Linked DNA regions of Gossypium hirsutum: region 2 is linked to region 1. A link is a contact called in public Hi-C data. All regions are on one chromosome and are shown on one strand. Each heading gives the region's core, a stretch centred on a gene start, on an enhancer-like site or on the middle of the called end of the contact. The rest is flanking DNA. Distances are from core to core; before and after follow the strand shown. Region 1 holds the start of LOC107951082. Region 2 holds the start of LOC107951092 (protein TIFY 10A).

Region 1 (5,881 bases), core at 1,247-3,746:
AATGCTTGGAGCTTCTGGAATTAAGAGCATATAAAATGTTGTGTATAAATTTGGTGATGACAGTGATTTTGCTCTTAGTCCAACTTGACAAGATATTTTATGATATTATTGAATCTATGCTGCTCATCCCATCCCCATTGCATTCAGTGTGGGCTCACTTAAATAAAAATCGCCACACTTGGAATGCAACTACATTAGAAGGAAAGTTTATTAAGAAAAGGATTCTCAAAGCTCTAGGTCTGGTGTCCCAGTTCCCCCAAGCTAGAATGAAGGCTAAATTTATTATAGGTTAGGTGAAACTACTACTGAAAAAGTGCCAGAAACGACCTTGCTTGACCCATGAATCCAGGGGAATTCTAAGTCAAAAACAGCAGTGACTCGGAGCAATGTTCTTTTGCCACAACCCCCTTGGTCTTGGGGCAATTAGATTCTTCAAAAATGTCGGAATTTCTTTTCTTTTCTTTTTTTATGGGTTGGGAAAGTTCCAAAAAGAAAAACCAAGATATTTATGTTGTACATCTTGCTAATTGAGACTGCACAGCAGCTAGAGTGGCAGCTGGCTAATCTGGGCTGTTCCAAGTCATAATATATAACACATGCTGTAAAGATTATAATATGCTGGGATTGTGCTCATCACAGAGAACATACTCAGATACTCTAAATCTTAGAAACTTTGAAAGCCGAAGCTGTTCATCAGATATACATGCTGTTTACACTACAAGGTTCATTAAATTCAGATTCCAAAACATTACAGCAATTAAGACATATATAATTATTAACAATCTGATATTGAAACAGAATTCCTCTATTTTCCATGCACTGACCAAGTAACCGTAAAACTTGGGAAGAATAATCAAGCCGGAAAGAGGTGAGAAACAGCTCTCATACGGATGAAGAGATGGAGCCTTGAGTGACTTCTTCAAATCCTGGCAAGACTCCACTTGAGTTAGACCTAAGAGACCGGGGTGAATCCAGGCTTCGACGAAGAATCCTCCCTATGGCCGAGATAGGGTGCTCCGTTTCATCTAAAGGACTATTCGCCTTGAACTGATTGCAGAATTTGATGTGTCGGTCCAGTGCTTCCTCGGTGGAAATAAGCGTATCCGATCTCAGAGCCTCATCCTTGACGGCCTCGATGCACAGCCCACAAATCCAACGGCCCTGGTAACGTTCCCGGACACGCAGTATATATGCAAGGGTGCACTCCTCTGTGAAGCCGCAGGACTCACATTTAACGCAGTGAATTTCGATCGGAGCTGTCGCTTTGCTGGGTGGGTTTTGAGTGTCTATGCTTGAAACCGCCATTGCAGGGAACAAACATTGAATATTCCTTCGTTTTTTGATCTGTTCTTATTTCTATGTTTTCTAGACTATGTTTAATGTTTTCTGTTTTGTGTTCTGTGTAACTCTTATATTGTGAAGGGAGAGGAACAGGTAAGTTAAAAAAGATTGTGTCATGGAGATGTGATAAAAAAAAAAAAACAGACAAATGAAATTTAAGCGAAAGAATAAAATGGTTGCCAATTTCCATTTGCCATGCTTGTGGCTGTCCCACAGATAAATCAGAAATTATCAAAATTACTATGAAATATATTCCAACATAAACTAAAATAATAAAAACTCATTAACCTAAATGAGATGAGGATAAATTAAACCCATTATAGATCCAAGTATTGTGGATTTTGGCATGGTTGATAAAACTCCAAGTGATTGAGACTTTGGGATTCAAATGAAAACCTGCGGCTGCTAAAATTGCTGCCACCAGACAGCCAGATGTGACCACAGCAACAATATACTTTTAAATCAAAAACCTAATCAAGATGAAACTTTTTTCCGTATAAAATTCATAACCACGATCATAAAAGTTACATTAACTGACCGTATATGAATATGTTCAGGTTCAGCGTTGAGATACTACTCTTCAATGCATTGCTCCAAATCTTATGAAACTGAGGCCAGCTTAAAAGAAAATATAGAACCATATTTGAGGTTTCTACTGTAATGGCAGTAAATGTATTCCCATATAATCCCGCAATGCTGATCTAATATGAAGCTTTTAATCAATGAAACTGTCCATTACTATAATGATGTTCAAAATCCGGGTTTTAATCTTTTGGTTATAAATATTACAACTATGGGTCTTTTTCTTATCTTCTTCCATTTCAGCGGACATCTGGTCCTTGATAATTGGAGGGTAGTGGAAGTCCTATACACAATTCCAACTACTCTTCTTATTAATCCAGCAGAAAATTCAAATCATAGCATTTAGAATAGTTCACAATCATCATATCTCACTATCAGAGATTTCTCTCAAACAAACATCTTTGTAGCAGCATTTTTCAGTTCCCTTCAGAAGTTGTTGGGTCTTTTTCATGGGTTTTTCTGATGAACTCGGTACTTCAAATCGTCTTCATCTTGCCTATATCTCCTCACCTACTTGGAAGTGCCACTGGCATCCAAAATACTTGTTGCAGGTAAGCTTGCTAAGGTATTATTTTTTATCTTTTAGACACTTTGTTTGTTTCTTCTAGTAGAGGGTGACTAAACTTGGGAGAAGGATTATTGAAAGGATTTTGTAGATAAAAATGGTGTATTTTGTGCTGAAACCAGGGACAGCTCGATCAAAAGACTGCACAGAAAAGGAAGAGACTTAGCTTGGGTTGGAATCAGAACAGCTAAAGGAGGAGGCTTTATTGTCTGTGACGGCCAAAGCTTATGACGTTCTTTTTCTCCAACCATGCTGCAAAGGTTTAGCTAAGTTTAATTAAGAATTCGTATGTCTACTCTTTTTCATGCTAAAAGAGAGCGGTATCAGACTTCATTCAACGTCAGAAAAAGACAATGGTGCAAGGCAAATGAACCATGTGCAAGATTTGCTCACTCTTCTTCTATACGGACAAAGGCAAGGCCAAAACTGGTAAAGAGGTGTGGCAGTGGCAGCTTCCTTATGAGAGGACTCCTCTTTCACACCTTCACCGGCAAGGGGAATCTTTTCTTCATTTTGTTGTAGGGACCAGATAACTACAATTGATGCCTCATTGTTTGGTGGCATATGTTTTTTATGATAGATACGGATATTGTTATCCATTTCTTGTTCTATTTTGCGTTTGTTTTTAAACCCTTTACCTTTTTATCTGAAATATTATTTTACTTTTGCGTATTATCCAGACCAAGAGATAATTGCATTGCAACATGTTTGCTGTCATGAAAGATGAGACGAAAAACCAAAGACCCACCACCATGGACCACAGCACTTGACCTTATATGATTAGGCCCCATCAAACTCATCATAGGACATGTTAACTGGACAAACTATAATAGCAATTTGCAGACTTTCAACAATTTTAGACAATTATAATCTAAATGCACCTGCAAGCTGCTTCATCTTGGAGGAAGTCAATTCAGAAATAACATGAATTTAATTATAAAGTTTCGAGCAGTAATAGGAGGCAACATAAATGTAAGCTCTTCTAACCCTCTTTCAATCCCTCTCAAACATCATGATCAACTAAAGCATGTATGTTGTTTTAAATAATAGAAAGGTTTTTGCAGCAGCTAATATTGGTCCATGCTCACTAGTCGCGCTCACTAATAGCTGTCAGATGTTCATCAATTTCCTCAGTTGACAACACTCTGAAAGCTGGATTATTAGCTTTCACCACTCCCACCTGCCAAACATTAAAAGATATGTATGTATGTCAACTACAGTTCAAATGAGGGAAAACAACAATAATTCCAGTTTCAGCTAGTACAGGGAATATATCTATGCAATTTTATTAAGAACCATAATCAAATGCATTAGAGTGAGAATACACCACAAGCAGACTCTGAGACAAACAAAGGATATCCTGATAGTGGGTTGTCTTCAGATCCCACATTGGCATTGCGTGCAAGTTTCTAGTAGGTTACACACAGGATTCCATGGTACTTCAAACCAGCTAGCTTTTAACTACCGGTGTGTCCATCTGGCTAAAAAGGCAAATACATGTGTGTGGCGCTTCCGCATGTCTGGACAACCCCATAGTGTATCGTTTTTAAATCGCATCAACAGTATGCTCGAGCTTCTTATAGTTTATAGAGGAGTCCACAGTAGTTAAAATTAGCAGGCTTTAATACTGGTGTTCCTTTGGCCAAAAATTATGCTAATTATATACACAGCTTATCTTCAGGAAACATTTATTAGATATGAGAAAAGCACCAACGATATTCAATCATTCAAACATTTAGATGGTGCAAACTTATAATGGTAAGATAATAAATTCTATATCTACTAACAAGTAGAAGGATGAGCAGCCTCATCATACCTCTATCTCAGTAGCCTTGAAATCCTCTTGAAGAACAGACTGTAGAGCAGAAATAGCAGTCTGAAGAATAGAAGTAATAGGAAGCATTATATAAATATGATTATTTTAGCTATTGTTGAACGTGCAGTCTTTGGAAACTTCCTTTACCATTAATAACAAAAGTAAAAGTATAAATACCTGCACTGTTTCCTCATAAGTAAAAGCAGGGTCATTCTTCATCTTCTTTTCCAAGAAATTAATTGCCTCTTGCTCTTTTGATCCGGCACTGGTTGCCTGCAACATACCAGTTAAAATTATTCCCAGCAGCAAAGCGCTTACCATAAAATTGGTCAAAAATAATTTTGAACCCATGCTATTGCACAAATAAATTCATATTGGAGAACAAACACGCTACTTTCATGCCTAAAGAGAAAGACAAAGAAAATGAAATAGTCAATATCATTAACTCAAGGTAGCAAAGACCCACAATATGATGGTACTGGATAACCAATATTAGATTGTTGTATAAATCTCTTTCTAAGAATTTTTTTTATTTGGATTTGACCTTCCAAACTCTATGGTTTTGTGGTCTTCCAGTATCGGAAATACATTATAAACAAAAAAAAAATATCTTCAGCAATTATATTACTACATCTACAATGCAAATACATGTTTGAAAATTATAAGGTCAAAGAGAACTATTATAGGAAAACAGCAATGAATCATAACCATAATAATAACATATGCTTCTGAAACCAGATATTAGAACCAATGTTAATAATCCAAACTCAATGAGCAATGAAAATTAATTTGCAAACTACCTTGTGGCCATAAAAATGGCCTGCTGGATCACATTTGTAGAGTTGGGGCCCCTTCTCTTCATCAATACCCAACACCATAGCAACTTCACAGAAAATTATATGAAAGATATTACAGGCAATATTAGAGAAAGTTACTTAAAATACATTAGCATATATCTAACTGAAAAATTGTAAAAAATCTACTGTTACAAATACAAGTAATTAAAACAAAATCATATTCATAAGATTTTAAAGAAATCATAGACATACCAACTCCAAGAGGTCTCATATAAGCATGTTGAGTGTAAACCTGTGATTTGTCAGCAATCCTACATCAATAAAGCACGTTACTCCAAATAAGTTGTACAATCATCGAGATGCACAAAAACCCATATATCAAAGAAAAATCAATGAATTTAATAGTAACATGAAACGCAGTCAGTTATTGACTTTAGAACCAAGATTATATTCACGAACGAACGAAAATAAAGTGCATTGCCTCCAATATGTGAAGATGAGCAGTAATGAATCAGGGTCATATATTTTTGTCCAATTTGTACTGGAACACATACAAAGGCATAAACTTGCAGCCAGCTTATATCAAAATGACCAGTTCTTGATGTCAATAAGTTTATTCAACATTATCTCGAAGAACTCTACAAATACAACAGCTACGAACAGGAAGACAACTAAACATCGTTACTTTCAACTGAAGAAAATATAAGAAACATACCATTTGGACAATACATCCACAGGCATCTCATATCCATATCTGAAACGAAACTCAGCTGCTTCATT
Region 2 (5,881 bases), core at 2,077-4,576, 540 kb after region 1:
ATAAATATATTAAGTTTAATAATTTTAATAATTCTTAATACTTTATAAATAGTTTTTTATAATTATTTTAAATAATCATATTTAGGATGAACCTGAACCACCATTTGTTTTTTAGGACTTTTATTTTTTTTAAAAATATTTGTAATATTAGATATAGGTAATGTGTGACTATTTGGTTGGATGATTAGTTAGGTTAGCAACAATTCATGGTCAAATTTGGTTAACAATAATCACTGGCTTCATTGTGCAAAATTTTTATGAAGTATTAATTGATTTGTTTTGTTATTTGCTGAAAGCGATTTTTACCGTTAAGCTTTTGTAAAATTGCTCATAATTGTGAATTTCATAAAATTGAGAAGAAAATCATCCAACTTTAATTTTTAAAATTTTATTTTTTATAATAATTAAAAAGTATATAATTAAGTATCACTGCTAAATCATTCTATTAATTGTTGACATGAAAATATGAGTTGAATTATTTATATGCAATAATTCAATAATTTATTTGTAACAAATTAACAAAAATCAAGTGCTTAATTTCATGTATTTACCAACAATTAGGTTAGCTTTTCCGCTTTCATTAAGTTTGATTATAAAAATTTAACAAATTAAGATAAAGAGATTAAGGCATTGTCTCAAAAGGTAAAATTTTTGAACCTAAGCGTAAAATACTTTAGTGTTTGGAAAAATAATTAACACTTTTGGAGTTAAAACAACGTTTTTAACCCTCATTTTATCATCCAATATTCTTTTATGTAATAGCCATATCGGGATATAATTGTTTTCCTAAAATTGGTAATAGTTATATTTTAATATCTAAAATATTCAAATAATATTTTACAAAAATGTATTTTAATTACTTAAAATAGTTTTAAATTTTATATGAAAGAGTCATAAATACAACAACTATGATGTGAAAAAGGAAGTGATACGTGTATAGAAAGTGGGAGGGGTCACGCTTTTTTCATGAGAATGGACTGTTCCCTCAATACCCCAACCCAAAAAAGATTCGTTTAGGTGTGGTGCCGTAATTTCCCCCAAATAGAAGGGTGTTTCATCAGTAAGAACCCCAACCCACACACCAATCACGTGCTCCCTTTTTACACCTCCTCACCCTCACCTGTCGGCTCGCCCGTGACTCTTTTCCAAAATAAAAATATTATTTTTAGGAAATTCAACTCAACCTCATGCAAAAACAGGGGACCCACCACTGCCGGAGAAAAATACATAATAATAAAAAAAGAAAAAAAAAGGCGGCAATTCTCATGTCACCCTCACGAGAAAAATGTTCTCTTCAATCCCCCTCTCAATATCTGCCACGTTTAACTTTAAGAGGTGTGCGGTGCGTGTGCACCCACCACCAACCTTATCTTCCTCCGCGTTTCTCACATTACTTTGACTCTGTCTTTCCTCTTTTTTTGTGGTCTAATTTTGCTTTCACTCCTTGTACTCTTTAAAATTTGGTTCTTCTTATTTTTTTATTCCGAAATTTGATATATTATTTAAAAATACTGCCAATTTCATTAAATATTATATGTTATTTTAAAATAACCCTTTTTCGCTCATGATATGAAGCTGCTTGGAAACTATTTACATTTTACTTATTCAACTTTAAAAGGTTACGAAATGGTCACTGGACTATTCGAAAATTTTCATTCAAGTCATTGGGCTATTTGAAAGTTTTATTTAAGTTGCTAGATTGTTAAGTTTTTTTTTTAAAGTTCGGCTAGTGAGCTCTAAGCAATGTTTCGACAATTAATACTCATCGACGAATGAAAGAATATACCTTAGATATAAGTTGATCTAACAGTCAATGTCGAAGATTAGAGCAAAAAACTATTAGGACTTATGTTTAAAGTTGTTTCATAGAAAAGAATGAGAAAGAAAACTTTCAATTGGTGTAAGTGGTATGAAAAAAGAAAGCTATAACTTTCAATTGGTGTAAATAGTATGAAAAAAAAAGCTATACAATAATGATTTTAACAGTTTGGTGACTGAAATGAAAATTTTAAATAATCTAATGACTATTTTATAATTATTTTAAAATTAAGTGCTCAAAACTTAAATATACTAATAGTAAATTAATGTAAATAAGAATAAAAATGGTGTAGGGATATTTGGCGCAGGAGGCATCCAAAGTTTGCAGGCTCCTATTGGGGAAAGGGGCATGTGGATTGGCACATGTGCAATTATTATTGGAGAAAGCAACGTGCGGTTGCCTCTTTTGAGATTCAAGGAAGGCAAGAGAAGAGAAGGCGGTGTTTGTGGCGCCCACAGAAAATGAGGATTATGCACTCATTTTAAATTTTTATATTTAAGCTGACTTGTTTTACAAAACTACCCTTTTTTCACTTTAAACATCTGTTTAAATTTTTATGTTTAACTTAATGCTTATAATTAAGTAAATTGTAACTTGAGAAAACTACTCATCAGTAAAATCAAACTTTCAATTTTTCTAACCAAAAAAAATCAGACACCTCTCACTCTGAATTCAATTTATTTTTTTTTATTTTGAGGAAATAACGTTTACTCTTTTGCTTTTTTATTTTTTGCCAACTACCTTTGTGCTTATTTAAGTAAAAAGTAAATGCTAGAGGTTTTCAGGAAAATATTCTATCGTTTCTTTATAAAAATAATATTAAAATTTAATTACTTATAAAAATATGATGTTTCCTACGATGACTTTGGGTGTGGCTCCGTACATTGACTGCACTAATAAACTTTTGAAAACTTTAATCAAAATCATAAAGTTCAAAATATTTTTATTTGTATAAAACATCTAAAATGAGAGGAAAAAGGAAGGAAAATATATTATAAATATATAAATAATAATATTTTTGTCATACAACCATTTTTAATTAAGGTTAAACAAACAAAATATCAAAGAGAAAAAAAAACTTAGACACCAGTTATGACAAAAAAAAATTATTTTCAACCTAATCTCAAAGACTAATTGAGTTTTGCTGTCAAAGTTGGTATGAAATTTAGAATTTATATGCTCCAAATATGCAACTTTATAATTCCTAGTGTTTAATAAAAAAAAAGTAATTGGGTAAACAAAAATAGCCCCATATTTTATTTTTTTTTAATTCAAGTGAAATGAGTTATAATTGTTTTAATAATAATTTAATTAAATCTCCATAATCAAGGAATTTCGAAGATACTTTTATCAATATTGAAATATAAAAAAATAAACTGATAAAACATCGCCGTCGACACAGATACAGAAAATAAAAAACAAAAGAACACGTGTTGAAAATCCCAATCAAAGGAGACGAGACGATATAATAGTGAAGCACCCCTCACGAGTTAGGAACCTGTAGGGCTGCACCCCAAAATCTCTTTTTTTCTTTTTTCAAGCTTAGAAAAAAACCTCATTTATTCCTCGTGCTTTTTAACCCACCTTCCTCTACGAGCTTTGTTTTTTTCTGAGATTAAAAACAAAGCCAGTTTCTTTCCTCTTTTATAAATAAAATCTCTTTGCTTAGCCTAACATCATAATTTTCGAACATATCCTTAGTTTAGCTGTAAGTAAAGTTTTAAAGATCATTCTCTGAGAAAAGAACCCCACCCCACCCCACCCCCCCCCCCAAAAAAAAAAGAGCAGAAGGGGTAAATAGCTGGGATTCTGGTTTCTATGAATATGTCGTGTTCACCGGAATTTTTGGTTCAGAAACCGACGAGGTCACCGGAGAAGACAAGCTTTACCCAAACTTGTAACTTGTTGAGTCAGTACTTGAAGGAGAAAGGTAGCTTTGGAGATCTAAGTCTGGGTATGACATGCAACGATGAAGCTAATGGTATGTTCTTTAGTTCTTTGTTTTTTGGGTTAAATTTTTTAGTTTTGGATTAATTGCCCGTTTTAAAGCGGTTTAATTGAATCAATCTTCAAGCTCTAATCTCTCTTTTTTTTTAAATAAAAAAATAAAAAAATGGTTTTAATATTCAGATCTGAAAATCAGAAATTACAAATTGACATATTCATATTTTATTGTTCAAAACAGTCAAAAAAACATGGCCTTTATTCTCTCGGTCTCCCCTGAAAATAGTCCAGGAAAAGAAATTAACCATGTGCGTATAGGGGATTTGAATCATCATGTTTGCAACAAAACTCTATTGCGATATTTATCCCCTCAATTTTATATTCTGTTGCTAAAATGCCCTATTCTTTTTCCATTATAAATAGCCCCAGTAATTCTATTATGAAAGCATACAACTAGTAAAGAAGGTAGTTTCAGAAACATAAACGCCTAATGTATCGTTTTATTTATGGATATGTTGCAGAGACTCCCGAGATGCTGCGTCCCACCATGAATTTGTTTCCTGTCAATGAGAAATCCGGTGATGATTGCCTTGCGGCGCCTCCTCCTCGGAAACTGAGATCCATGGATTTGTTCCCTAATCAAGCTGCTTTTTCATCACCTAAAGATGATGCTCTGAAAAGCACCATGAACAAATTGGGTTCTTCAGTGGAGCCTCAAACTGCACAGATGACCATCTTTTATGGTGGACAAGTGATTGTGTTCAACGATTTCCCGGCCGACAAAGCTAAGGAGATCATGCTTTTAGCTGGCAAAGGCAGCTCTCAAAGCAATAGCTTCAACACCAATCCTCCCCACATCAATGCCCCCTTTACTTCTACCATAGCAACAAGTCCAATTGAGTCCGGTATCGGGGTTCCTCCTACCCCTAATTTCAGCACCACGGTAACTCAAGAATGCATACGATCTGCTCAGCGATCCATTCCCGGCGGTAAGCCTTATTGAAGATGGAATTATGGTTTGGTATTTTCATGTTGTATTCAGGGTTCTTATTAGTTGGTGTCTATTTTTTGCAGATCTACCAATTGCAAGGAGAGCTTCACTCCACCGGTTCCTTGAGAAGAGAAAGGATAGGTAGGCATCTAGAGATCAAATAATGGAAAAATTATACTTTGAGAGAAAACCTTTTGTAATTTGTTTTGACCTAGTGATTTGAGTCAATTTTTGTGTCCTTGATTGTTTTGATTCATGTATCCTACTATTCTTTTATTCTTTTCATAGTCATATTAGAAAATTTGATAGAAAAAAGGGGGGAGGGTGTGAGTGTTACATCTTGGTGACTTTAGGATTTGAGTCTTCCCATAAATTGTTGTATTCATCAGGATAATAACATAATGCAGTTTTTACAGAACCAAGTTAATGTTCCCTTCTCTAATTAGACAACTTATTGATGTTTTCATATCCTTGTATGATCACTTTACAGGATGACCACGAGGGCACCATACGAGATAAGTAACTCCACAGCATCTTCATCCAAGCCAGGCGACGACAAGTCATGGCTCGGTTTGGCTGCTCAATCTCCGTAGTAGTCCCAGCCGAGTTGAAAATTTTCACCTTTTTTGAGGCTTATTTATTAAGCCTCCTAGACCTTTTTTAGCAGGTTTTAAGCCTGTTTTTGTTTTTTCCTCAGCTGTCTATTGGTTTCTAGGTATCGGCTCTTAGATCCTAACTCTCAATCAATATTTCATTATTAGATAAATGTAATTATTATTCTATTGATTTTTTTAGTTGATATGACTTTTGGATCAAAGCTTTGTCCATCGTCTGCACGATGGAAGGTGAAGTATGAAATTGGGTGTTGAAGTATAAAAAAGATGAAGAAACTGGAATCAGTACTAATGTGAATGGGGGATTGGATAGTGTTGAAATTTCAATATCAAATCACAGTCATATCGTTATCAACAAGTATGCTGCTTTATTGATTTGCCCTTTGCATCATAATCCCTTTTCGGCCCTGTTGTTTGATTGGAAGTTTGAAATCTGAAAACCAGAGATATGTTCACAGCCTTTTTCTTAGTTGGACATATAATGTTTTCTTTTGTATAGGGAATGAGTAAATA

The links. Hi-C and Micro-C count contacts between places; a contact is called where the count stands out from the background.
Region 2: a contact with region 1 is called in a Hi-C map of leaf, with 2.3 times the contacts expected there. The contact joins the promoter of LOC107951092 here to the promoter of LOC107951082 in region 1. A contact is called at or near these places in 2 of 34 Hi-C or Micro-C datasets (callus and leaf).

Annotation. Positions count from the first base shown.
Region 1 is chrA06:20,681,692-20,687,572 of Gossypium_hirsutum_v2.1, forward strand. It overlaps LOC107951082, which reads right to left and starts at 2,497. Exons shown (of 1, transcript XM_016885992.2): 1 at 665-2,497. The coding sequence starts at 1,305. The coding sequence ends at 883. It overlaps LOC107951081 (proteasome subunit alpha type-6), which reads right to left. Exons shown (of 9, transcript XM_041115306.1): 4 at 5,817-5,881; 5 at 5,354-5,412; 6 at 5,105-5,187; 7 at 4,482-4,577; 8 at 4,305-4,343; 9 at 3,401-3,668. The coding sequence ends at 3,576.
Region 2 is chrA06:21,224,735-21,230,615 of Gossypium_hirsutum_v2.1, forward strand. LOC107951092 (protein TIFY 10A) reads left to right here and starts at 3,327. Exons shown (of 5, transcript XR_001698316.2): 1 at 3,327-3,800; 2 at 4,285-4,752; 3 at 4,838-4,895; 4 at 5,245-5,469; 5 at 5,550-5,881.